4 separate regions of the Mus musculus genome follow, and all the other regions are linked to region 1. Evidence: chromatin contacts called from public HiChIP or PLAC-seq and promoter capture Hi-C data. All regions are on one chromosome and are shown on one strand. The core of a region is the stretch at or near the end of the contact, and the rest is flanking DNA. Distances in the headings are between cores, read along the strand shown.

Evidence for each region. Promoter capture Hi-C pulls out the DNA fragments that hold promoters and counts their contacts. HiChIP or PLAC-seq counts read pairs in DNA pulled down with a chosen protein or histone mark.
Region 2: a contact with region 1 is called in a promoter capture Hi-C map of embryonic stem cells, with 2.6 times the contacts expected there. The contact joins the enhancer-like site here to the promoter of Cnga3 in region 1. A contact is called at or near these places in 18 of 39 promoter capture datasets (the 3T3-L1 cell line, 3T3-L1-derived adipocytes, the HPC-7 cell line and 13 more), 3 of 115 datasets of contacts at active chromatin or transcription factors (embryonic basal ganglia and embryonic stem cells) and 2 of 9 other capture datasets (liver and pancreatic islet).
Region 3: an H3K27ac HiChIP or PLAC-seq map of embryonic stem cells shows a contact between it and region 1, with 6 read pairs. The contact joins the enhancer-like site here to the promoter of Cnga3 in region 1. A contact is called at or near these places in 9 of 39 promoter capture datasets (the 3T3-L1 cell line, cranial neural crest, hematopoietic stem and progenitor cells and 5 more), 4 of 484 Hi-C or Micro-C datasets (CD4 T cells, Th2 cells, cardiomyocytes and 1 more), 1 of 115 datasets of contacts at active chromatin or transcription factors (embryonic stem cells) and 3 of 9 other capture datasets (adipose tissue, liver and pancreatic islet).
Region 4: a promoter capture Hi-C map of Sertoli cells shows a contact between it and region 1, with 3 times the contacts expected there. The contact joins the enhancer-like site here to the promoter of Cnga3 in region 1. A contact is called at or near these places in 9 of 39 promoter capture datasets (the HPC-7 cell line, HPC-7-derived erythroid cells, the SN4741 cell line and 5 more), 1 of 484 Hi-C or Micro-C datasets (embryonic fibroblasts), 1 of 115 datasets of contacts at active chromatin or transcription factors (embryonic stem cells) and 4 of 9 other capture datasets (adipose tissue, liver, macrophages and 1 more).

The regions. Positions count from the first base shown.
Region 1 is chr1:37,216,352-37,222,724 of GRCm38.p6, reverse strand. It overlaps Cnga3 (cyclic nucleotide gated channel alpha 3), which reads right to left and starts at 3,520. Exons shown (of 6, transcript NM_009918.2): 1 at 3,187-3,520.
Region 2 is chr1:36,993,424-36,999,796 of GRCm38.p6, reverse strand. No RefSeq gene overlaps it. Among named protein-coding and RNA genes, the nearest start is that of Vwa3b, 33 kb to the left of the region's middle. Within about 2 kb of position 2,781, at least 43 of the 459 cell types and tissues checked have an H3K27ac peak or open chromatin away from gene starts, as enhancers often do. A contact at or near this core is called in 3T3-L1-derived adipocytes, embryonic stem cells and neural stem cells, where this site is marked.
Region 3 is chr1:37,046,215-37,052,587 of GRCm38.p6, reverse strand. Vwa3b (von Willebrand factor A domain containing 3B) reads right to left here. Exons shown (of 28, transcript NM_001370828.1): 5 at 709-871. Gm39626 (a long non-coding RNA gene) reads left to right here and starts at 6,237. Exons shown (of 3, transcript XR_865352.2): 1 at 6,237-6,316. Within about 2 kb of position 3,192, at least 6 of the 459 cell types and tissues checked have an H3K27ac peak or open chromatin away from gene starts, as enhancers often do. A contact at or near this core is called in embryonic stem cells, where this site is marked.
Region 4 is chr1:37,077,944-37,084,316 of GRCm38.p6, reverse strand. All of the region lies in intron 7 of Vwa3b (von Willebrand factor A domain containing 3B), which reads right to left. Among named protein-coding and RNA genes, the nearest start is that of Gm39626, 35 kb to the right of the region's middle. Within about 2 kb of position 2,421, at least 38 of the 459 cell types and tissues checked have an H3K27ac peak or open chromatin away from gene starts, as enhancers often do. A contact at or near this core is called in Sertoli cells, where this site is marked.

The DNA of each region.
Region 1 (6,373 bases), core at 2,271-4,770:
GACTACCTAGTTAACCAGTATTAATCTAATGATGAGTCTTTGGGTTTAATCCCCAACTCTTGAGATCCAAGGGTAGTTTCTGGGAGCAATAAATGTCATGATACCCTCTACCTGCTCACAGGGTCCCAAAGGACATCTCAGGTCTTAGATAAGGTATATCAGGGTGTCCTGGGACGTGCTCAGGGCTGAGATGGGAAGGGATAAAGTGAGGGTCTTTACAGAGTGTGTGGAATCTGAAGCCCAGGCTTGCCCCAGCAGCAAGATGGAGGGAGTGTGCTTGAATTCGGAGAGTTCAGTTGTTTCCTGTGGAAAGGGTGGTGGTGAGATCCTCCCTCCTCTAAACTCTATGCATTTTCATAACAGAAGCCAGAGGCTTCCAGATGCCGGCTGCAGAGTTTCAATTCCTGCCTGGGAAGAGAAATGAGTTTCCAGGAACAGGAAAGGACTTAGGGGGGTGAGGAGTGTGAAAGAGAATGCTCTGAAACCGGAACGAGATTACCAATTACAGTTGTTAGTTCAAGAGGCAGGGGCCTGTCTTATGCTTAGGACGGGTCTTGAGCTTCTCCAGAGACGACTGGAGCTGCCAGCGTCCTGGGCTTCTCAGGTCCGTGTGCACTCACAAGGCTTTGTAATAAGAGCCAGCTGTTTGAATTGGCATTACAAGAAGAAAAAGTGGTCCCCAGCTTTTACTAGAGTCAGGGAGTCACCCCATTGCAGCTCTCTTGAGAACTACTGTCTTTCTTGCCCAGACCCCGTACTAATAAGACCAGGCCAGGAACCTCTCAGAACCCTCTCCAAGGGTGACTTCTCCATCCAACTACATGAGGCATCTGTCACCAAGTAGCCTTTGGGATATGATTATGAAAGGAATCTTTTGTCATGGTTGGAAATATGAAGCTATATGTGAGTCAGGACAGTGACATGGCTTGGTGGGTAAAGAGGATTGCTGCCAAGTCTGAAGACCCGAGTTCATATGTCAGAGGGAAGGAACAGACTCCCCCAACAACCAGATGGAAGTCTTACTTAAGATTTGCCCAAGCTAAGATTCAGAATGGCTAAATGTCCCGTCTCAAGTCACCCTGTGGCAGAGCTAGGCTGAAGTGGCAAAAGCTTGTCTGACTTTAACTCCTCCACTGTAGCGTGGTAGTTCAAGATGAAGATGTAAGTCCTGCAGATAACAGAGGGGGTTCTGGGAGTTCACTGCCACTTGGGGTGTGGCCTCTGTGAAGGGTGCTGCATGACTAATGGGGAGATTTTCTGGGGGGAGCATTGTCGCAAATGTCAAGGCATCTGAAGCACCTGGAGGCACATGCTCAGGCCTTGTCTAGGTTGATACTTGGAAGATCGTTGGAGCCAGCTGGCCACTCAGCCAAGACTCTGAGCGTTCCCTCCCACAGTTCCTTACTGCCTCAGATGCGGCTTTTCCAAGTCTGCTCAGTTACCACAAATGAACCAGAGGTCCCTTCTACCGTGTCCACCATTCACTGATTCAGAAATGGCTCGAGGACTCGGCAGCTGCTAGGGGCTCACCTAGGCAGTGGAACCAGACAGAGCCTGGCACTTAGGATAGGGAGGATCTCGATGAGTTTGGGATGGATGGATGGATGGATGGATGGATGGATGGATGGATGGACAACCCTCTAAGCATGGCTGCAAGGTCTTTCTGAACGATGGCTCTAATCATATGTCTCTTCTCAGGCACCCATGATGTAGAGTCGCATATATATATATATATATATATATGTATATATCATAGCATCAATGCTGCATGAGCCCCAGGTTAACCTCCCACCTCCTGACCAGCCGCCCACTTCTGCTTTGCAGGTGCCTCCCCCTAAGAGAATCCTTTTGCTTTTCCTCAACTTCAACTTGCAGTTACTCTCAAGGTGACCTTCCCCGAGAGACCCTCTGACAGGAACAATCCTCAACATCTATTTAGCTTCAGGGCTGCTGCTGTGTCTACTTCAGTCTAGAAAGCAGGCCACTCACAGGTGCTATAAGCTTCCTCTCTCCCACCGCTCAGAGAAGTTCCCCAGGGTAGAGACTGTGCCTGCTTAATTAATTTAATTCTGTTTCTCCCACTGAACTTTGTTTCGCACTAAGGAATCATCAGTATGAAATAAGAGAGGCCAGAGTGAAGCCCCAGGGTGTGTAATGGGGGGGGTGGCATAGAGAAAAAGACCCATCTCAATCTTCAGTAGGGGGTGGGGGTGGAGGGGTAGTGAGTGTTCACGTGGCAGTATACTGGGGATGGGAGGGGGTGTCAGAGCAAGGCTCTGGGGCCTGGTTATTGTTATCTTTCAACTCCTGTAGGAAGCTGGCAGCCAGAGAGAGCTTCCAGAACTAGAGAAGAGCCTGCGCAGCTTCCAACTGTTTACCTCTGGGTACCATGGCAACCTGAGGCTGGTCACCATAGCAACCCCATTCTTAACCAGAAGCACATCCTGCAGCTGACAGTGAATGAGAACAGAAAAGGCATAAAATCAGGTGCATCAGAGGCAAGAGGCACACAAAGTCCTGGCCAAAACCCCAAGGAAAGTGACTGAGATCTTGTGCCATACAGACAGCCGTTAGAGAGCAACCATTTCTGGCATCAAGGACCACAGAGGACCCCCTCGGGAGTGAAAAAGAAGTTGAGGAGGAAAAAGAATCAGAACAAATTTCACATTCATCTCCACTGACACCAGAGGATCCCTCAGACCTCAGCTGAAATCTCTACTATGCTCTGCATGATATGACTAAATTTCCTACAGCCAGAATTTTAGCATAGAAGTTTGGTTTGGTCATGACATGCACCTCCCGCTCTGGGTCCAAATTTTGCCAGGCTCCCTTTCCCATGGATTCTCACTTCGGGAGGTGTGGGCACCAAAGCACACTGCACTGGGTGAGTGCCATGGCCGGACAACTACATCGCTGCTTGTTTTAATGAGTGATGCTGTATGGGGTAGAAGATGATGACCCACAGAGAATGTTGGCACAGAGCTGGGCTCCCTGCTATGGGATGGTGTTTGAACCCAGGTGGCAGGCACTTTCTAAAGCTTTGAGGGATTGGGAATGGTGAAGCAGACCCCAGTCTCAGATCAGAATAAGAATTAGTGATGATCGCTCATAAGGAACAGTCCAGCTTCTGGAGAGAGGTTACTCAGGGTAGAGCTACAGGGAGAGCCCTGAGCAAACGGGTCTCACCTGTGAGGCTGTTTCACCAATGCCTGCTTATCGAAGGCTGCAGACTCCACACCGCTCTGCTTAAGTCTCCTTCTTGAAGGAGGCAAGCCGTGCCTAGGAAGACGCTTGCTTCTGAAGATCAAAGTCCCAACAGCATCAGAGAGGGAGATGATGAGAAAAACAAAACAAAACAAAACAAAACAAAACAAAACAAAACAAAACAAAACCTGGATCAGCTTTTCCCACTTCCTAGCTCCACAGTCCCAGCCCAGAGTAGCCAGTAGATTGGCAGCCTGAGGTGGTCAAGGGTGGATTGGGTGTGGAGAAGGGGGTGGAAGACAAGAGGGAGTGCATAGTTATTGAGGAAATTCTGAAGACTGAGCCAGACACTTTATCAGATAAGCGGATTTTAAGGGATCAGGGGCCACCAACCCTAGCCACTAAGCCTTCTGGCCCTGTGGCTAAGTCCGGTATAAATTTTTCATTAAAAAAAAAAAAAAAGATTCTTTCTTCTTAAATAAACTCCTCACTCCTTCCTCAGTCCACCTGACTCTTTGTCTTTCTAGGCTGAGTAGGGTTTGGAAGAGCAGCTCACATCCCCTGCATGCTGCCTCAGGGTGACGCCTTCCAAATCTTTGACCCGAGTGTCCCAGCGCGGTTTTGGCGCTGGGAGACACTAATCCGGTGAGCCAGAGGGACGAGATGGACTTTGAGCTCCTTCCTGATTTAATGGCAGTGAAGATGCTGCCTCTGAGTACAGGATGGCTGGAGAACGTATGGCTGGACCCGGTCCTGTGGCGGTAAAGTCAGCCCAGCTCTTTCTGTTTGGTTACTCGACGGCTTAGCGGGCTTAGCTCAGTGAGTTGCAGAAAGGGGATGCTTATGGGGAGCACCGAGTACGCTTGTTCTTGTTCCAAGCACACTGGAGGGTGTCCCCTATGTCTGCAGAGACAGGCAGGAAGGGACCTGTTTCAGCACCGTGGGCTGCGGACAGCGCCCCGCCACTCACCAGGACCAGCTTGGACCTGGAGCCCGGATCCAGCCCAGAATCTCTGTTTAGTGTAGTGGCCCAGCAACTTCCAGCTCAACCCCCACCCCCACCCCCCTTGAGTCCTTACCCTGTCAAAGTTTGGGCTTCTTGGTGCGCCTGGATCTGGGAGAGCGACTCCTTCCTCTCTCTCTCTCTCTCTCTGTTCTGGGCAACAGCCCGGACTTCTTTCTCCTGCTCTTCAGCTCCCTGTCTCCGGCATGGTCTTCTGGGTCCAGCAGGCGGAGTAACTCTGTTGCTTCCTTTGACTGAGAGAGTCAACTGAGATGCCTGGAATTCAAAGGAAGTCTGGAGAAAGGCAGAAGCCACACTTGCTTGTATTCAGAGGAGGGGAAGGAGGAGGAAGACGGGGAGGAGGAAGAGGAGGCAGGAAGCAGGAAGCAATAAAGTAATAGTCCAGCTGTCAACTTTGGACTTTTCTTCTGATCTCAAGTGGCCACCACAGACAACTTCCAGTAGCCCACACTAAGTGAGGACAGTAAAGATCGGGAGGCTTGAAGTTTAAGGTGTGTGTGTGTGTGCTACAGTCATCTACAATGTACAATTATACAATCTACACTCTTAATGGTGCTTTTAGAAGCAAGTTTCTCTTGGGATGCATATTCTTGCAGTTTTTAGTTTCTTCTACCTCACTATATTCTAGACCAGTGGCTCTCAATGACCCTTTCACAGGGGTTACATCAGATCTCCTTCACATCAGGTATTTACATTACTATTCGTAATGGTAGCAAAGTTATAGTTAGTAGCAATGAAAATGATGTTATAGTTGGTGGTCACCACAACATGAGGAACTGTATTAAAGTGTTGCAGCATTAAGAAGGTAGGGAACCACTGCTCTAGACTCACAGAACCAAAATTTAAAACCCACCAACCAGCTAGCAGTCCCTATTCTGTATTGAATTCAGAGGGACTTAAGCTCTCCTTGGAGATAAGAGTTTTTTGGTTATTTTTTTTCAATAAGGCTGTGCAGTTCCAGAAACTAGATTTATGCACAGAGGTACAGGTGAGCAGGACAATGTTGCTAAGAATGGTGACCTATGGGGCAGAATATTTGCCTAGCATATGTGAGACCTTGCTTCAATCTCCAGCTGGAAAGAGGCAGAGGAAGAGAGAGTGGGAGGAGAAAAAAGGGGAGGAAGGAGAGGAAGGGGAGAAGGAAGAGGAAGAAGAGGAGGAGGAAGAAGGGAGGAGGAGGGAAAGTAGGAAGGAGGAAGAGGAGGAAGATGAAGAGAGGAGGAGGAGGGAAAGGAGGAAGAGGAGGAAGATGAAGGGAGGAGGAGGGAAAGGAGGAAGGAGGAAGAGGAGGAAGATGAAGGGGGAGGAGGAGGGAAAGGAGGAAGGAGAAAGATGAAGGAAGGAGGAGGAGGAGGATAGGTTGACTCCCACCTCTCCATCACTGATAGTTGCCATCTCTGGCTCTGAACCCCTGGAGCAGGTCCCAGGGACACACTGAGCCTTTTCGTCTGACAAGAACAGGGTAGTGTCTTGAGTTCCAGGCTCTCATGACCAATACCACAAAGGAGAAAAAAAAAAAAGCCTAAAAGCAGATTCTACAGCAACCAGCCCACTAGAACTTCTCCAAGGAGCTTCTATGAAATTTCCTAGAAATACCCATCAAAATTGCCTTTCCATGTAGCAGATCATCTTCATTTGCACCATACTCATAGGACAAGTTGAAGCCCATAGCCCTCACTTGAAAAATAAGAATTAGGAAAAATATATAAGTATGCATACATGCGTGTCCCTGGACACTCATCATAAAAATGGGAAACAAAGCCTAGAAAAAAAAATTATCTGAAGAAACCTCAGGCTTGTTTAGATTCAAGAGATTCAGATAAAGAATGAGCAGAAATGTAAAGGAATAAACAGAGCTGGAGCCAGTTGTGGCAGCACACGCCCGTTGACATCAGAGGATGGGCAGCCTGTGCCTTAGTCACAGTGGCTCACAAGTCCAGAAGACAAAATGACAAGGACAAACAAAACAGGCCCAAGGCAAGAAACAAACAAACAAACAAAACCCTAATCAACCAAATGGAAAACATTTCAAGTCTAAGCCATGAACGTGGGTGGGGTAGAGACTGCTTGTTTTACTGTCTATGTTCTAAGAAGGAACTTGAAATTAATCCAATACACGAGAAAACATACATTTGTCAGACTTGA
Region 2 (6,373 bases), core at 1,532-4,031, 220 kb after region 1:
CCTGGAACCACTGCCGTTTCCAGATCTCATTCATTTCCAGCTTCTGCTTTTCCATAGGATATATGAACAGTACCATGTGTGTGTGTTCGTCTGTGTGTGCGTGTGATATAAATATATGTAAGATGTATATACATATATTCCATATGTGTACATATGTATACATATGTGTGTGCATGCATATACATGTATATGTATATGTGTGTATGGTATAAATATATGTAAATATGTATGTGCATACATTCCATATGTGTATGTGTGTATATATGTGTGTGAGTGTATATATACATGTGTATATATATGTATTATCTATGTGTGTATATGATATATTTATAAACATGTGTATACATACATTCCATATGTGTATGCATGTATATATATGTGTGTATATGTGTGCATGAGTGTATATATGTATGTGTGTGAGTATATACACACATGTATATGTATATGTGTGTATGGTTTAAATATATATAGATATGTATATGCATACATTCCATGTGTGTATTATGTATATGTATATGTGTGTATGAGTGCATGTATACATAAGTGTGTATATATTATATATGTGTATATGATATAAATATATGTAAACATGTATGTACATATATCCCATATGTACATACATGTATATATGAGAGTATAAGTGTATATATGTGTGTATGTATGTATGTATTATATGTGCATATATATGTATGTGTATGATATAAATATATGTAAACATGTAATGCATACATTCCATGTGTGTATGTATTTATATATGTGTGTATGAGTATATGTATGTATATATATGTGTGTATATGTTATATATGTGTATTATGATATAAGTATATGTAAACATGTATATGCATACCTTCCATATGTGCATATATATATTCCATGTATATATGGAACTCACCACAATGTCATTCTTCAAGTCCTAAAGTCCGTAGTCTGTCATCTCCTCCTCCTCCACCTTTCAGAACTTCTGTTTGTCTGATGAATAATTCTCAGTATTTATAAAATATTAATTTAAATGCATAATCGCTCCTTTGTATCTCAGCATTCCCCTTCCTCAGATTCACCCAAATGGGAATGAAACAATATGCCTGTATTGAGAGGGTAAGAACTTGGTAGAGGCAACACAGCCCTTTTCCTAGCCTTTATGCTGTGGTTGGTACTGTCACTCATCTAGACATGACGTAACACCCTTTGGATGACAGGTGTGGGTTATCACACCTACCATGTGATTTTGCATAACTTGAGCAGCCCAAATGTGGTGCCCTTGGGGTTTGCTTCTTTCTGTTTGGTGCTCACATGGCATGTCTGCAAGGCAGCTGCTGACATGCCCATCCCATAAATGGGTACATTTAGGCATGAGAAAAAAGTAAGTTTCATAGATATGTCAGAAAGCCACCAACAAGGCAGCTTCTTCCTGAGCCTTGAAGCCCTTGCTCACTCCCACCCCTAGAAGTTCTTGCACATAGGGTAACATGCTCTTCAGGGGCTGGTGCCTGGACTTAAGGCTCCTTCACTTGTGTTTCTTCACTTAAATTATAAATTTAAGAATGTTTATTAAGAAATATAATATGAGATTTATAATTACTAAATTAATATTGAATTATAATAATACATAAAATAATATGTTTATATTATCTATAATAATAAATATAATAAATTATATTTTAAAACAATACATATATGTGGTATATTATATAATATTATGTTATATACAAATATATATGATATAATATTAAAATCTCTTTAAGTAGAGTCTGATGGAACAATAAAACATGCTGCAGCCTGGAGAGATGGCCCAGCCATTAAGAGCACTGACTGCTCTTCCGAAGGTCCTGAATTCAAATCTCAGCAACCTCATGGTGGCTCGCAACCATCTGTAATGAGCTCTGAAGCCCTCTTCTGGGGTATCTGAAGACAGCGACAGTGTACTTACATATAATACATAAATACATCTTAAAAAAAACAACAACAAAATACCATGCTGCAAGGGCTTGGTGCTTTGGCTCTCAGGTAGACCACTTCCTGCTGCCTCGTCTTGGCTGCCTGTGTGACCCATGCTCACCCATCCCTTCGTCAGTGGCTACTACTGCCCTCTGCCCGAGCCAGGGTTCTTTTCCTTCCTTTATAATCACAAAGACTCACATTTTACTCTTGCCTTGACCCAAATACATACTATTCATAGACCAAAGAAATGTTCATGAGCCACAGAGCCTACAAGAGAATTGGCTGATTAAACCTAGCCTCAGTGGTGTAAAATATTAACACCTTATCTTTAATATCAAAAGTGGCACCAAAGTCGGGCAGTGGTGGCGCACACCTTTAATCCCAGTACTTGGGAGGCAGAGGCAGTCGGATTTCTGAGTCTGAGGCCAGCCTGGTCTACAGAGTGAGTTCCAGGACAGCCAGGAATACACAGAGAAATCCTGTCTTGGAAAAAAAAAAAAAAGTGGAGCCCATCACATTGCCTCAAAGCCACTTCAGTTCCAAGGCTCAATCAGAACTGGGCACTCAGGCTAAGACCCCCTTTAAAGAGTTCTTAAAATCGCTGGCTGCAGTGGAAGACTCCTCACACAGTCTTAGGCTGTTATATCCATGGGTAATCAATTATGGTTTTTGTTGTTGTTCATCAGAAACCCAAGAAGGGACACTAAAGCGAGGGCACATTGTGAGTTCTGGCCTTATGTTTGTGTTCTAACAAAAAGCATGAAGGAGCCAGCAGGACTGTAACCTCAGCCAGCAGTGGGGGCAGGGGTAGCTCCAGCAGTGGGGGCAGGGGTAGCTGGACGGAGACTCCAAGGCCAGCCTGAGCTACACAGGGAAGCTGTCTCTAGAGCAAACAAAAAGAATGGGAGTTCAGACTCCTGCAGTCCTCCACTTCCTTGTCAGTCCTCCACCTTTGAGACCCGACAAGTAGAGCTTCAGTTCACCCCTTATTTGGGGGCTCATGTCAGCCTTATTTCCTGCCCATGGTGGGGCTAATGTTTGCTCCACATCTGCTTGTTCTCTCTGCTTTTGTGTGTTGTTACAGGAAGCCTCAGCTCTGGTCTTGTCACGGTTCCCAGCAACAGCTGACTGGCAGGATAGGCTCCTCCTGGGCCCACATCCAGGCAACTGACAGGAGCAAAATCTATGGACTTGAGGCCTCTCTAGCAGCAACCTGAGAGTATAAGAACACAGGTTGGCCAGGGCCAGGGCAGAGGGGCCTCCCCACGACCTGTCTGGCTGAGCTTCGGGATGTACCAGAGAGCAGCAGATGTACCTGAAGACGGCCACAGGCGCCTATATGACCATCTATGCGAAGCTTGGATACCATCCATGCAGGAATACAGTGAACATGGCCTTGGCTACATGGAGTTAAAAACAGGAATAGAAAGTCTACCCGGGAGAGGGGCCCGTGGGGCTGTGAATACCACTGCACCCAAAGAAAACCAAGTTACAGTACCTAGTATGTTCTTGCAAATGAGGGCTAGCAAAGGAGCTAGCTCAGGCTATTTAAAGTCCTTATTTAACTCACGGGGGACTGACTGCTGAAGGACAAAGGGTTGGAGATGTCCCTTGGGCATAAAGCAAATAGATGCATTTATGATATCTAAGTAAGATATCTTTAAGTAAAAAACAAGAAATTTATTTCAACTCCTATGGGAATCCTGGCCCATCCGGATGTTGGCTCCAAATTACATTCTTGCTTGTAAATCAATTTTACTCAAGTATAATTTACATATAATTAAGTATACAGCCTGATGCTTTTCACAAGTATAGCCTGCTGTGTAACCACTGTCACGACAGAGAACATTTCCATCACCCTAAAAAGTCCCCTTCTCCCCTTGCAGACAGCCCTCACCCTAATCGTGGCCCCAAACCACAACTGACCTGCTTTCTGTCAGTGCACACGAGTTGTGACTTAGACTGAAATTTCACATAAATCTACCTTTTTGTGCATGCCTTCTTGTACTCTGCAAAAGGTTCTTTTGAGATCCTTCCTATAACCCTCTCTAGAATGAAATAACAAACAAACATGTATCCGTGGCAGCTAGTCCCACGAAAGGAAGCCAGCGCTATTTCAAGAACAAGTTTCCCAAATTAGGAGACAGCTCTCCTCCGTCAGTATGAGGCTTCTGGCTGGAAACTTTTCTTAATAATGGGTTTAGAAAGGGATCCAAGCTGGTTGTGCAGAATAAGCTTACATCAGTACGAATGAATTATTAATAATTTCACTTTGAATTTAGTATCCTCATTAAATTGAAAGGACAAGAAAGAGGAAAAGGTAAGCTTAGGTTGGAGGGAAAGAAATGCATGAAAACAAAAATGTTTAAAGTAGAGAACTTGTTGAACGATGGTATATGTTCCGTTTTCAAAGCAGATTAGTCTTTAAGCGTGTGTGTGTCTGTATGTGTGTATATGTGTGTACATGTACGTATGTGTGTATGTGTGTACCTGTATGTATGTGTGTATATATGTGTACATGTATGTGTGTATATGTGTGTACATGTATGTGTGTATATGTGTATGAGTGTACATGTATATATGTATATGTATGTTGTGTGTATGTGTATGCATGCATACATGTATGTATGTATATATGTGTGTACATGAATATGTATATGTGCATGTGTGTGCACATGCATGTATATATGTAAATAATGAGTAAAGCATTCGTCAGACAAGCCTGAGTTGAGTTCAGACCCTCACCACCTACAGGAACACCAGGTTGTCATAGCAGCCTGCCTGTAATCCAGTGCACTCAGGAGGCAGACACAGGGACTTCCTGTCCAGCCAGGAAGCTCTGGATTCAAATGAGAAACCTCCTTAGTACGTTCAGTGGAGAGCACGTAAAAAGACTCCCAACCTCAACCTCTGACCTCCGCATACATGTACACACACACCACCACCACCACCACCACCACCACCACAAAAAACAACAACAACAACAAAACCAGAAAGGCATGAAGTTGAAATCAAGTAATTTTAGTGGTAACTCTAAACACACATGTGTACAAATAATACTAATTGGACTCAGTAGGTATGAGTTATATACATATATGCATATGTGTAATTATAGAATAAAAAGATCATGGATTTGAAGGGAGCAGGGGTGTGGGAGGAAATCAGAAAACTTTATAAAGATTATTCGTCAAATTCTAAAAAAATGAGAGGATCAGAGGTGAGGAGGACATAACATCTGTCCCCAACACTGGGAGTAACTAGGACCGGTGACACCCAGGCATGCAGGAATTCCGCCAGCATGGGTTCCTTCCGGTCTGTCTGGGCCCATGCCCTGAGCAGACCTTGGGTGTAAACTCTGCAGCCAACCACAAAATACCCAGAGGCAGCTCTAATCCCAGGTGCTCCAACATCCAGGATCAGAGGGTCACAGGATCCCAGGAGCTTGGTCACACCAGGATCTCAAGGTCTCAGAGGCAGCTTGACTCCCAGGAGCTCTGACATGCCCAGAATCTCAGAATCGCAGAATCCTAGAATCACAGGATCACAGAGACAGCTTGACTCAGAGGAGTTCTGACACAACCAGGGTCACAGGAAGGACAGGCTCCAGTCAGACATGGCCAGCGCAGGTAGCACTAGAGATAGCCGGATGGCAGGAGGCAAGCTTAAGAACATAAGCAACAGAGCCGGGCATGGTGGTGCATGCCTTCAATCCCAGCATTTGGGAGGCAGAGGCAGGTGGATTTCTGAGTTCAAGGTCAGCCTGGTCTACAGAGTGAGTTCCAGGACAGCCAGGGCTACACAGAGAAACCCTATCAAAAAAAAAAAACAAAAAACCAAAACCAAAACAAAAACCATAAGCAACAGAAACCAAGGTTACTTGGCATCATCAAAACCCAACTCTCCCACCATAGCAAGTCCTGGATACACCATCATACCAGAAAAGCAAGATTCAGATCTAAAAAAATCACTTCTCATGATGATGATAGAGGACATTAAGAAGGACATAAATAACTCCCTTAAAGAAATACAAGAGAACACAGGTAAATAGCTAGAAGCCCTTAAAGAGGAAACACAAAAATCCCTTAAAGAGGAAAACAATCAAACAGGAGAAGAAAAGGAACAAAACCATCCAGGATCTAAAAATGGAACTAGAAACAATAAAACAACAAAGGGAGACAACACTGGAGTTAAAAAACCTAGGAAAGAGATAAGGAGTCATAGATGCAAGCATCTCCAACAGAATAAAAGAACTAGAACAGAGAATCTCAGGTGCAGAAGATACCATAGAAAACATTGACACAACAGTGAAAGAAAATGCAAAAAGCAAAAAGCTCCTAACCCAAAACATCCAGGAAATCCAGGATACAACGAGAAGACCAAACCTAAAGATAATAGGTATAGACGAGAGTGAAAATTCCCAACTTCCCAACTTCAA
Region 3 (6,373 bases), core at 1,943-4,442, 170 kb after region 1:
GGGCGCCCCATTTTGGTTGCTCCAACTCTGCCATCACCAAGTCATTGAAGCCTGGAGCCTACTTCTGGACTGGTTGTGAGCTGAAGACTAAACAGGATTATGCTTTGGGGACTGTGCTGGCTAGTTGGTTTTGTCAACTAGTCACAATCTAGAGTCACCAGGGAAGAACCACTCGATGAAGGATTGGCCCAGAGCCTGGCAGGTTGGCCAGGGGCATATCTGTGGATGATTCTTCTGATTGCATTTAATGATACAGAAAGACCCAGCTACAAGTGCATGGCATCATCCTCTGGATTTTGGTCCTCTCTCTCTCTCCCTCCCTCCCTCCCTCTCTCCTTCCCTCTGTCCTCCCCCTCCCCTTCCCTCTCTTTCTCCCTCTCCCTTTCCCTCTGCCCTTGACTGCAGGTGCAATGTGACCAGCTCCCTTGAGCTCCTACTGCTGTGACATCCCCACTATGATGACTGTAACCTGGAACCAACCATCAGAAATAAACCATCTCACACACACACACAATTTGCTTTTGATCAGGGTATGTTACCATAGCAACTGGACAGGAAACTAAGGCAGGTACTCTCAATGATGATGCTCCAGTTTCCCTGAAGAGCAACTAGGAGGAGGCCTGGACCAGTATCGTGGAGACACAGAGAGTATACAGTTAAGCTCGAAGCCACCTTGGTGACCTGGGCCAGCCATGGATACACACTTACGGTTTTGTCTTTCCCAGCTTCCAGCAGAGCATCTAGGCCGCTAACCTCTCTCACAGGCTTTGGCTCAAAAGTCATTTTCTCAATCCAGCTGATAGCAGCAGCTATGGAGTGCTCGGTCACAAGGATGGCGTACTCCTGCCATTTCACCGGCTCTGCGGAAACCCTGAAAGGGATCATAGTCACCAGACAGTGATTAACGCCACCATGGGAGTGTTGGCCTTCAGTGTCAACCAGAAGTCACCTGGGAGAGAAGGGAAACCAAGCTGCCAGTTCTTCGAGAGTCATCGAGAAAATGTGTGAGCCAGTGCAGACACGCCTGTCCTGTTCGGGCAAGTTTACCAAGGATCTAATACCTAATGTCAAAGCACCATGACCTCCCACAGGCATGGTGACCAGGAGACATAGTTGGAGTGGCATGGGTCAGACAAAAAGGTACAAGTGTTGACTAGTGCTTTAAAAGCATTAAGAGAGGGGCCGAGAGACTTCCGGATTGGATGGAGGAAGAGAGGAAGCAGGAGAGAGTTAGGTTCTTTTTGACAGGGATAGCATGAGGACAAGATGTAGCTACGAGTGTCTCCTGGTTTCAGTGGTCGATCCATCAGGATTCGCCTCCAGAGGATTTAGATTTAATAAGGTTTTACAAGATTAGAATTTTAGTTGCTGTGCCCAACGATTGAGTTACCATCGTTTCTGAACTAAGTTTATGTTGTGTTTTCCTTCATGCCGTGGTTTGTCCGGGTTCAAGAGAGAAAGTTATGGTGGCAAAGCATGGATAGGTTTGCCTGAGGTGCACCACAAAGGCCGTGAGGGATTTGAAGCATGGGGTTGGTGTGGTAGCAACCCACCAGTGGGAACCTAGAGAGCTGGGTGGAGAGATTTTGGAGTTCTGAGTCAGAGTCTCTGCGAGATAAAATCAGGTCGGGCCATTGCCTGCCAGTGCATGGCGGACCAGGCCATGGGGGCAGAGAGTTGCCCCCACAAGCACAGGAACATGCCAGTTCATTTTTTTTTTTTTAAATATTTACTGCAACAGGTGATGAACCAACATGTTTGGCAAGAATCCACTAGAAATTTAAGATTATTAGCCTAAGTATTAGGTTTTGTTTTTTTGTTTTGTTTTGGTTTTTTTGTTTGTTTGTTTGTTTTGTTTTTTGTTTTTGAGTAGCTGAGTAGCACTGAGGTGAGTCACATGAGACAAGTCACGTGGACTCAAGGGCAGGAATTGAAAGAAACTGCTGGCAGGCTCTGAGTCAGAGAGCTGTAGAATGGAAGTTGCCTACTTCTTGGGGCAGAGATTGATTGAACTGTGAATTTATAAAATTGGGATTATTTGCTTTTAGATTTATTTATATACAGATTTTATTTATATACAGATTCTGTCTGAATAACGTGGGGAATTTCTCCTACTTTGGAACTAGGATAGGGAAAAATTAGTCACTGACTTGAAGTAGATAGGGCAGTGAACGGGTATTAATAAAATAAATGTCTGTGGCTCCAGGCAGAGAGCTGAACAGATAGACGATATAAGGATACATTGCTCTAATACATCTTAACAGGATACTCAAATTCTGTCTAATGTGGGCTCCACAGGAATTCTTAGTTATTATCCTGCCTGGCAAAATATAAAAGGCCTAAGAATAGGCATATACAGTATTTTAGTTTACTTCATGTGTTTTAGATTGTTTTAACTTTCAAAATGGGTGTGATGTTAAGTTTTGTGGTTATGTTATTCCTCTGGGAGAGAGGTCAAAAAAAAAAAAAAGTCTGGTTACTGGCTCAAGGGTATGCTGATTTGGGAGAAAGGTTTTGTCTTTGCAATTTTAGAAAAGGTGATTAGTGTCTATACACCTTCCAGAGTAATATGGATCAAATTTGATAGAAGAAGACCCCCTGAAGAAATAGATTCCACAAAATCAAACGAAAACATTATCTTGATGATACTAAGATTTTGTTTTGAGATTTGTATATTACAGAATATACTGCCTTGTTGAGTCTCTGCTTGAACTTCGGGTGTCTTAGACTTTCAGATGCAAGCACACCCGTGTGCATCCACACAGGATTGTGCAGGACACAGACATCAGAGACTAAATCAATCATTAGTGTGGCCTTCTTAAGGCCAACCAACTCTTCTATTTTCCCTACCCCCTCCCCCCCCCTTCAAAATATCTCAATGGCCATATTCAGCTTGAAGAAATAGTCACCGACCCAGTTCCCTGGACTCTGGGGCTAGAGGGAGTTATTATAGGTTGTCTTTCTAGGGAATATGGAAATGGTCATAATTAGAACAAGAAAGAATAGCTAGAATTGATGCATAGCCATAATCTCACTTGGTAGTGTTGTAACCACTGAATTACTGATGCTAGAGAGACTTCAGTGTTGTGTACAGTTTGCCTCTGCATTGCCAGACAGAGGCTCCCATCCTCCCTCCCATCGCAGCAAGCACAATATGCAGACAGCTGGTTTCTGTGCTGCGTCCTCCTGCAGCAGCCAGGGGCTCCCTTCCCCTCCCTTAGCATTAGAATGGCTCTACCCATAAAATCCAACACACACACCCCACGCCTTGTCTCAAAAAAAAAAAAAAACAAAAAAAACAAAAAACCAACACTCCTGCTGATAAGCAGCAAAACTCCAGGTGCCTGTCCTTGAGACCTTAGAGAAATAACTAGCTTAAGGGAAACCGTGGAAGAAAAAAAAAAGGTATCAGAGGTCAGATCACAGATAGTTACGACTGGGACTGGCTATAAAATTAGTCCTTGAACAGACACCCTTTAAACCCCCTCCCACTTCAGTACTATTCCACCCTCTACTCCCCTTTTCTGTGAATATTCACTCTATTCCTAACTATATTGTATACAAACCCAATGTTTCCTGGATTCAGGGTTGCTTGCCAGCATTCACACAGTGAGTGCTAGGTGGACAAACTGAGTTCAAACTTGAAACAATAGAAGATTCTTTTTCGAGTTGCAATGGACTTCAAAATTTTTCGACTCATCTGGGTTTCCTATGGATTCAGGGCACAACAGTAGAAATCTTTTTCATTGTTACTAAGTTGAAGTCATAGTTTCTTATTTTGGTACAGAAATTATTTTGATGCAAAATCAAGGTTTCATTGGTATAAATTACTTCTATTGATACTAAAAATTTTAAAGTACAGGGCTTAGACCCAGTCCTTCTATTACTGTTATTATAAACTGATCTGAGATTATTAAGCCTGTGAGTTAAAGGCCAAATAGCAAATTCATGGCTCTGAGTTTATCATTTGGGTGTTTTCAGAGATTTTAATTAGAAATAGCTGAGAGTAGGGGCTGGTGAGATGGCTCAGTGGTTAAGAGCACTGACTGCTCTTCTGAAGGTCCTGAGTTCAATTCCCAGCAACCACATGGTGGCTCACAACCATCTATAACAAGATCTGGTGCCCTCTTCTGGTGTGTCTGAAGACAGCTACAGTGTACTCACATATAATAAATAAATAAATCTGAAGAAAAAAAAAAGAAGAGAAACAGCTGAGAGTAGTTAACGGAGAAGAGTCCAGATTACTTTACATAGATAGTTGGTTCTCAAAAACATCAGAAATCCACGGAATTTGAATTTAATGTTACTCATTCACTTGTTGAGACAAATCTACTCCTAACAGCTTCCCATTTGTGGATTCAAAAAAGCAACTGAGCATCGCACCTCCAGGTGAGGCTGTACATTTGTGGCTAGGTGGCCACTGGGCAGAAAATTACCAATCTCTCCTGCAGACCTGTACTGTTCCTGAAAGGACACAGTTTACAGGTTAGGACAGCTTAGTTCTGCTGAGAATAGGCTAGTCCTTAATATTCCTGTTTCTCTAAGGTCTGTCAGATGCTCCTGGGCCAGAAGGCTGAAGACCTGCTCCATCTTCCTGACTTACTGGGGCTGTATGGGTAGGCCGCTGTCTCTACAATTTGTCTCAGTTCTGGAAGCTGTGTTAGGCTTCCTATGTATTTTTAGGTAATGTTGGTCATTCTCAGATTTCTGATGGGGTTGAAAAACCACTAACAGTCTCATAGCCAACCCAGGCCATTTACTGTGAGAGAGCAGGCTTGAGAGAATGGTTTTCAGACGGCACACAATCTAAAGCCAGGCCATCAGTCAGGATAGAATCATAAGTCTATAACTTAGGGTAGATGACAACGTTCCATCTTCATGACTTAAATAATGGACTGGGTGTTAGGTCTGTCTTATACTTTACAAATTACAAAATGATAACAGTTGTGTACTATTTATATTTGAGAGGAAGGTTTTGTTTTTTATTAGAACTGAAAGGGGGAAGGGTTGTGGATGGGTCTGGTGCTGTTTGTAGTTTGATGCTAATTCCATTCTCCTGGGAGGGGTTTCAGACAAGGAGTGAGCCACTACTCAGGTGACTTCTTGGAACCAATCCCCTAATGAATAAAGGAGCCAATCACTAAAAAAAAGAGAAGGGGGCGAGAAGAGGGTGAGTTAGTAAAATGCCTGCTGTCCAAACCTGAGGACCCAAGTTTGGATCTCTGGTACCCACATAAAGAAGGCAACCTCATCAGCATAACTGAAATCCCAAATGTGGGGAGCTAGAGACAGGAGCATGTCCAGGGCCTGCTGGCCATCCAGTCTAACCAACCAGAGAGCTCCGGGTTCCGTGAAAGACATTCTCAAAGAGGGAAAAAAATAAAGTGGAGAGTGATTGAGGAAGACATCTCTAGCCACCACACATGTGCACACACACATCCACACAGGACTGTGTAAGCATCCATGAACAAATACTAGGAGAAACTATTTTCATTAAAAGAATTATTATTATTATTATTATTATTATTATTATTATTATTATTATTATTATTTGGTTTTTCGAGACAGGGTTTCTCTGTATAGCCCTGGCTGTCCTGGAACTCCCTTTGTAGACCAGGCTGGCCTCGAACTCAGAAATCCTCCTGCCTCTGCCTCCCCAGTGCTGGGATTAAAGGCGTGCGCCACCACACCCAGCTCTTAACAGAATTATTAAACTCTCTCCTATCAATAGTGTGGAGGGCCTTTTGGGGTGCTGCTTGGCAGGAGTCTGACATTGGCCAAGGACAAGGAAGTGGGCTTCAGGCAGGAATCTGGCACTGGCCATGACAGGGACGTAAGCGCAGGCAGGAATATGGCATTAGGGAATGATAAGGAAGTTTCTGCAAGAATCTAACTTTAGGCTGTAATAGGGAAGTAGGGTAAGGCAGGAATTTTAATCTCAGGGTGCAACAAAAGAAGTAGGCTTCAGGCAAGATTTTGGGCTTGGACAAGGAAGTGGGCTCAAGTATTTTGGTCATTATGACAAGCCCTTTCAAACAACTGTCGCAGGAGTAATCACGGGACTTTGCCCACTGCCTTGTTAGTTCCTAATTGTACTGCTTGCCCTTAATACTTGCATGTAATTAAAATGGTATAAAAAGCAGATTGGAAAAATTAAATTTGCCTTCAGTCTCAGAATTGACTGGGATCATGCTACAATGTTGTCTGTCTTTTTTCTTTTTAATCCTCACTCCGGGGCTGGAGAACCTGTTGACTGACTGAGCGGGCTTGGTCACAATAGCGAATTTATAATAACCTACAGTATTACAGCTTACAGGTTGGTAGCAATTCACTATTTTAAAATTTATTCTTAGTAATATTGTTTTCATTGTCA
Region 4 (6,373 bases), core at 1,172-3,671, 140 kb after region 1:
TGTTAGGGGTCCTGACCTCTCCAGACTCAGCCAGCCAAGACCAGTCTCAGACAGAAACAAGATGAGCAATCTTTTAGACATAAGCAAGATGCCTCCAACCAAACAGCCCCAGGCTTGTACGGCCCTCTGACCTCTGGGTTGAAATCTGGAGGCTCAGGTTAAAATGCTAGCCTCATGTAGGAACAGTATCATTTGAAGTGTTGTGATTTATGAGCATCTGGTACTGACTTCTAAGTGAAAGGAGAGCCAGGACAGAAAGTTCTGGTGTAGCAGTAGGTGTGGCAGTGGGTGTGGCAGTGGGATGCTGCTGCCCAGCATCATCACTCAGTCAAATCTTTTATGTCTCACCTCTAGGATGAGACCAGTTGTCACAGTCAAGTTGACTTTAGCAAAGTTGTGGCAACCTACTGTGTGTTGATTGTGCTAAGTGGGTGGCATAAGAATATAGCGATAAGTCAGGTATGATGGCACATGCCTTTAACCCCAGCACTTGGGAGGCAGAGGCAGGTGGAAGTATCTCTATGAGTTCAAGGCCAGCCTGGTGTACAGAGTTATTTCCAGGACAGCCAGGGCTACACAGGGAAACCCTGTCTCAAAAAACCAAAAAAAAAAAAAAAAAAAAAAAAAAAAGAAAGAAAGAAAATGAGAGAGGAGAGAGAGGGGGGGGGAGGGAAAGAGAGAGAGAGGGAGGGAGGGAAAGAGAGAGAGAGAGAGAGGGAGGGAAAGAGAGAGAGACTATAGTGATAAACAGGTGAGCCTTCCTGAGCCCAGAACTCAAGGTTCTTCATTAATGTCCCTACAATACTCTGCCCTATGACCCAACTCACAACATCATTCTGCCAGCCCTCTGGGGCCCCTGTGCTCCCTGTCAGGATACCTGGGCTTCCTTTGCCCACACTTGGTTAGCCCACCCTTCTTCCAAACCACACCCCTCAGCCCACCACCAAGCTTTGATCAGCTACCCAGAAAACAGCTTCCCACATCGCCCACACCTTCATGCCCATTAAATACACTAGCCACACCCACTGCCATGATGGTTACCATTGTGTACTGGCTGGTTTTGTGTGTCAACTTGACACAGCTGGAGTTATCACAGAGAAAGGGCCTTCAGTTGAGGAAATGCCTCCATGAGATCCAGCTGCAAGGCATTTTCTCAATTAGTGATCAAGGGGGAAAGGCCCCTTGTGGGTGGGACCATCTCTGAGCTGGTAGTCTTGGTTCTATAAGAGAGCAGGCTGAGCAAGCCAGGGGAAGCAAGCCAGTAAGGAACATCCCTTCATGGCCTCTGCATCAGCTCCTGCTTCCTGACCTGCTTGAGTTCCAGTCCTGACTTCCTTGGTGATAAACAGCAGTATGGAAGTGTAAGCCGAATAAACCCTTACCTCCCCAACTCGCTTCTTGGTCATGATGTTTGTGCAGGGATAGAAACCCTGACTAAGACACATTGTCATTAATGTCAATAATTGTCATTAACGGCCATCAACAGGGTCTAGTATGACCTAGTAGGCAAACCTCTGGGTGTGTGTGTGCAAGGAAGTTCTGTATTAGTTGGGAAGACTACCCCCCCTAAAATGTGGGCACCACCATTCCATGGGTTGGGGTCCCAGATTACATAAAAAGAAATGGAGATGAACACCAGCAACCCTTGCTCTCTGCTTCCTGACCATGGATCCAACGTGACCCCCGGCCTCACACTTAGGCTGCCACGCCTTACCCCCACCACGATGGGCTGTACCCTCCAACTGTGAACCTCAGTAGACCCTTTCTCCTTTAAATTGCATTTGTCAACTCTTTGATCACAGCAGAGAGAAAAGGAACGAATACATCTCTGTCTGTCTGTTGCTAGGACAGACTCAGTGCTCTGCTGAGGCAGGTGAATGAAAAATGGTGGAGGAAGAAACCCTAGAAATGAGCAGACAAAAGGTGGCAATGGTAGACCTCAATCTATCTCAGCCTCGCTCAGGCAGGGGCATGCTGGGAAAAGCCCAGGCTGTGGCAAATCCAGAGTTTGTACTATGTTAATGAGTCATGAAAGATCACTGTAGGTCTTACCCCGCCCCTCCTCTCTCTTTATGACTTTTTTGGAACCAGGTCCCAAGGGGAGGCATGGCGCACCTCCAGGTTTTAATAATAAACTATCTCCTTTCCTTTAACTACCCATGTGTCTTTATGCACTGTATTGTAAACAGAAACAAGAACCTGGAAACCACAGTTTCTGTCCTCTAGACTCAGATCTGCACCTGTTACACCACTGACTGTTGGAGCATATTCCTGGCTGTCACTTCAGCCTCAGTTCCAAGGAACAAGAAGGAGCATGAGCCAGTGGCGGTGCCGTTATTGTAACACACGTCTCTAGTCCGGTCTAATTTAAGGCAATCCCTCCCAAACAAGAGGCTTATATTTAGGAGGCAGCTGCTCACTCCTCATCTCTCTAGCCTGACCTCCCGGTGCCTGTGTTCACTGCGCAGTCGCAGCTGCTGCTCTGGCTGTATAGGCTGCCTCTGGCAGAGGGTTTATGAATGTCTAGAGTATTAAAACAATGTATCTGCTTGCCCTGTACCCGCCTATCACTCAGCACAGGACCCGAGGTTGTTACTAAATCTAATCCTTCCTTTCTTTTATTTGGCCAGTTACAAGGACACCATCTGCTATTTTCTATCTCCTCGATTTGCCTACAGCTGAATGTGCCTGCTACCATTTCTGCAAGAAACTCTCTCAAGTGTAAGTAAGGCAGGGACTGTTTAAGCAAATGGCTATGCTCTGGGGAATTCAGATGTTACCCATGGCAGTCCCTAAACAAATCACTTTGTGTCTTATTCCAGGTATTACACTATTACAGTCAGGCTTGTCCCGAGTATGTAAAAAGCTATGTGTCAGGTCAGGAAGGGGAAAACAAAGAGAGCAGGCAAGCATGGCACAGTCTAAGGGACACTTAATGCATCCCGGGAAGATGCTGGTAAACTAAAGCACTCCTGGTCACCCTCAAACCCCAGCCCAGTCCCTATGTGGCCTTTTCCATCCTCAGGGCTCCTAAATGAAGGTCTGGCCCAGCAGAGTGGCAAGTTTACTGTGGCTTGAACCCTAAACTCTTGTTTGGCCATGAAGATGTGAAAAAAGACCTCATTATAACCATGAAAAGGTGTTCTATACACCAGGAAAGGTGAGCAAATAGTTTTCTTTTCAGAAACTAATACACTTTTAAAATTATAAACTGTGATAAAAGTATAAAGTTTCCAAGAGACCAAGGGGGAATAATGAGAGGGGGTTCCAGTGGGTGGGATGGGAGGGGGGGCAGAGGAGTGGATTGGGGGAAGGAAAATGAACACCAAGGATGTTAGGAAAAACCACATTGGAGACTTACTGAATTACAAGACACACACACACACTCATTCCATATAGAAGAATTTAATTGGAATTACTCTACAAAGAAGATTTTGCTCCTCCCAAAAGCTATAGGTTGCAACATAAAAAGCTCAGTGCTGGGTATGGATTACCTCCCTCTAGTTGTTGGCCAGAAACCCCTGAACATAATACAGGAGCTTGCTGTTGCTCTTCATTGCCCATTAGAACTTGATGGCAAAGCCCTATTGCTGAAGAGAGCATGCACGCCAATCACTGGTACATGGAGCGATCAAGCAATCAAGCTGGTATCCCATCCTGAAGGGGGAGGGGCGTATAAAACCCCACCCCTTACTGAAGTACTAAGGACAGGTGATGGCCTCTAGGGTAGGGAGATTCAGTTTGCAGTTCAAAGGTGTGGCTGCTGGTAGATCGGTTGAACTCCTGTGATTGACTCTATACAGGCCACACAAATTGGACTTGTATCACCTTTTTTTTTAAGGTGATACAAAATTGTAGCATTGGTGAGGTGGAGGTGGACCTGGGAGAAGCTGGGGTGAACATGTTTAAAACACACTGGATGAAATTCTCAAAGAATCAATAAAATAGTTTACAAAGAAAGAAAGAAAGAGAGAGAGAGAGAGAGAGAAAGAAAATCTCTCAGAGACCTAAAGTTACTGTTTAGGTCTGATAAAAAGGGGCCACATTGTATCCATATAGGGTAGAAAGTGGTAATAATCAGTAGTCTAACTTTAATGAAAGCATTCTTAGTGGTGTGATGCATGTTAAAATATAGTGCTGGCTGGATCTGGATTTGAGGCCCTAATAACTGAGGCACTGTGCAGCTTCATTCAGTCTCACGCTATAGAAATCACGCATTAGCTAATTTAAAACAAACAGAGAGTCATCCCAACATTTTGGGAGAGAATCTACACTTTCTTGAGGGCAGGGAGTGTGTCTGTTTCATAATGGGCATTTCTCTTCTCTCAGGAGGAATTCTACATATACAGGATGGGCAGTTTGGGTTCTAAGTGAGGTGTGTGACTGTCTACTGGTCCCCTACTCTTCTTGTAAACAGAACACTGTAAAATGCAAAGGGGATGTCTTCTCACTGTCCCCCATTCACTTACTTTGATGATCCAGGGAATGGCACTGTTGAGAGGTGTGGCCTTGTAGGTGTGTCACTGTGGGTGTGGGTTTTAAGACCCTCATCCTAGCTACCTGCAAGCCAGTCTTCTCCTAGCTGCCTTCAGGACAAGAGGTGGAACTCTCATGTCTGCCTGGACGCTGCCATGCTCTCACCTTGATATTGGACTGAACCTCTGAACCTGTAAGCCAGCCCTAATTAAATATTGTCCTTACAAGACTTGCCTTGGTCATGGTGTCTGTTCACAGCAGTAAAACCCGAACTAAGACATTTAGTAAACCTGAATTAACCATTCCTATTCTGGGGAGGAACACCCCTTGCTGATAATCATGTTCCCCGGGCTCTCTGGCGGTACTGGTGAGCTGACGGCGGAGACCTGAGCGCATGGAAAACAGGAAGAGTAAACGTATTCCTGCCATGATGAGATGTAGTGAAGGGGCCTTCCCTCGAGTCAGGCTCACCCTGTCTGAGCTTTCAATCTTCAAAGGTGTGAGCTAAGTAGCTCTTCTGGATTTGTCACTGCTGTTATTGCTGTCTTCACTAGTTTTTAAAAGTACCCAGCCTCAGGTATTCCACTATAGCAATAGCAAACTGGCTAAGATAACTATGATAGCCTTAAGGATGGAATTTTGTTTATCGATTTTTTTTATAACTAAAGCACCCTTGATAATTGGCTAATACCTCCAAATAGACTGTTTTAAAATAGACTTTTTGAGAATTCCCTTTTTCTATCCCTGAATATCCTGGAGCCCAGCAAAGCTCTCAACTTTTACATATCTAGAGGCCTCTCTCAGCTTTGAAATCATAGCAAGCTTATTCAAATATAATCAGAATTCACACTAGCTCTCTTTCCCCAGGCAACTCGGTTTAAATTTTAAGACTTTTGATGAATTTCTCCACATCTTGTGTGTTGTTAAGCTATGCCTACAGGATGCTTGGACCTACTCGGTTAGATCAGAGGTTGATTGCAATGGCTGAGCTAAGCCCAGAACTGATCTTACCCCTGTCTGGTATCAGGTGAACAGGCCACACTGCAGCTAAGAACCTCGAACTAAACAAGGAGTCCAGGGCTGGAGCCTAAGATGGAGACAGGAATACGGGAGTAGGGGTGGGGTGTCCCTAACCATAGGGGCTCACTCTTTGTGAGGGTGCAAAGCCTGAGCGTCCATGAGATCTTCAAAGGTGTGAACTAACGGTGGATGAGAGGGAGGTAGGGGTGGGGAGTTCTTATGTTACTTTGACTCTTGGGGGAATGGAGAAAGGAGCAACATAAATCAGAGCAGAAGCAGACATGGACGCTCGGAGAGTCTGGTGCCCCTGGGTTCAGAGTCTTGTTGTCCATTTCTTTTGATTTCTTCAGCTTCACCCCAGTGAGATTTTAAATCCTACAGCAGATGCTTAATAAATCCTTACTAACCAGGGGCCCGCCTTAAGCGATGACAAGAAATTCAAGGTGCCAATCAGGCAAGAGGGGTGGAGTCTGGGGGGGAGGGGAGGTCATACAGACCTCCGCCTGTTAAACCATCACGTGGCAACAGCTCAGAAGGACTGTTCGGCCACATTCACTGAATTAAGCTCAATTTCAGGCAGAGAAAAGGTAATTCTGAGAGAGCCTCTTGCTGCCGACAGAAACAGCTACCGAAAGGCACCACCCGGCACTTCTAAATTAAACTGGAGAATGGAAACAGAGAGGCATGGTGCCAGGCCTGAGTGATGGGCCACGAGACTCAGAGTCTAATTAAAGATCACGTGTGTCTGCCAAGAGCAGGACTGCTCCTTTAAACATAGCAACCTGATGATGTTCAAGTAAATAAAATGTAGTTTTAAAACCCGTAGTCTTAGCTCACGCTTTCTCCCCCTCTGCCAAAACAAACAAAAAAAGAAAAT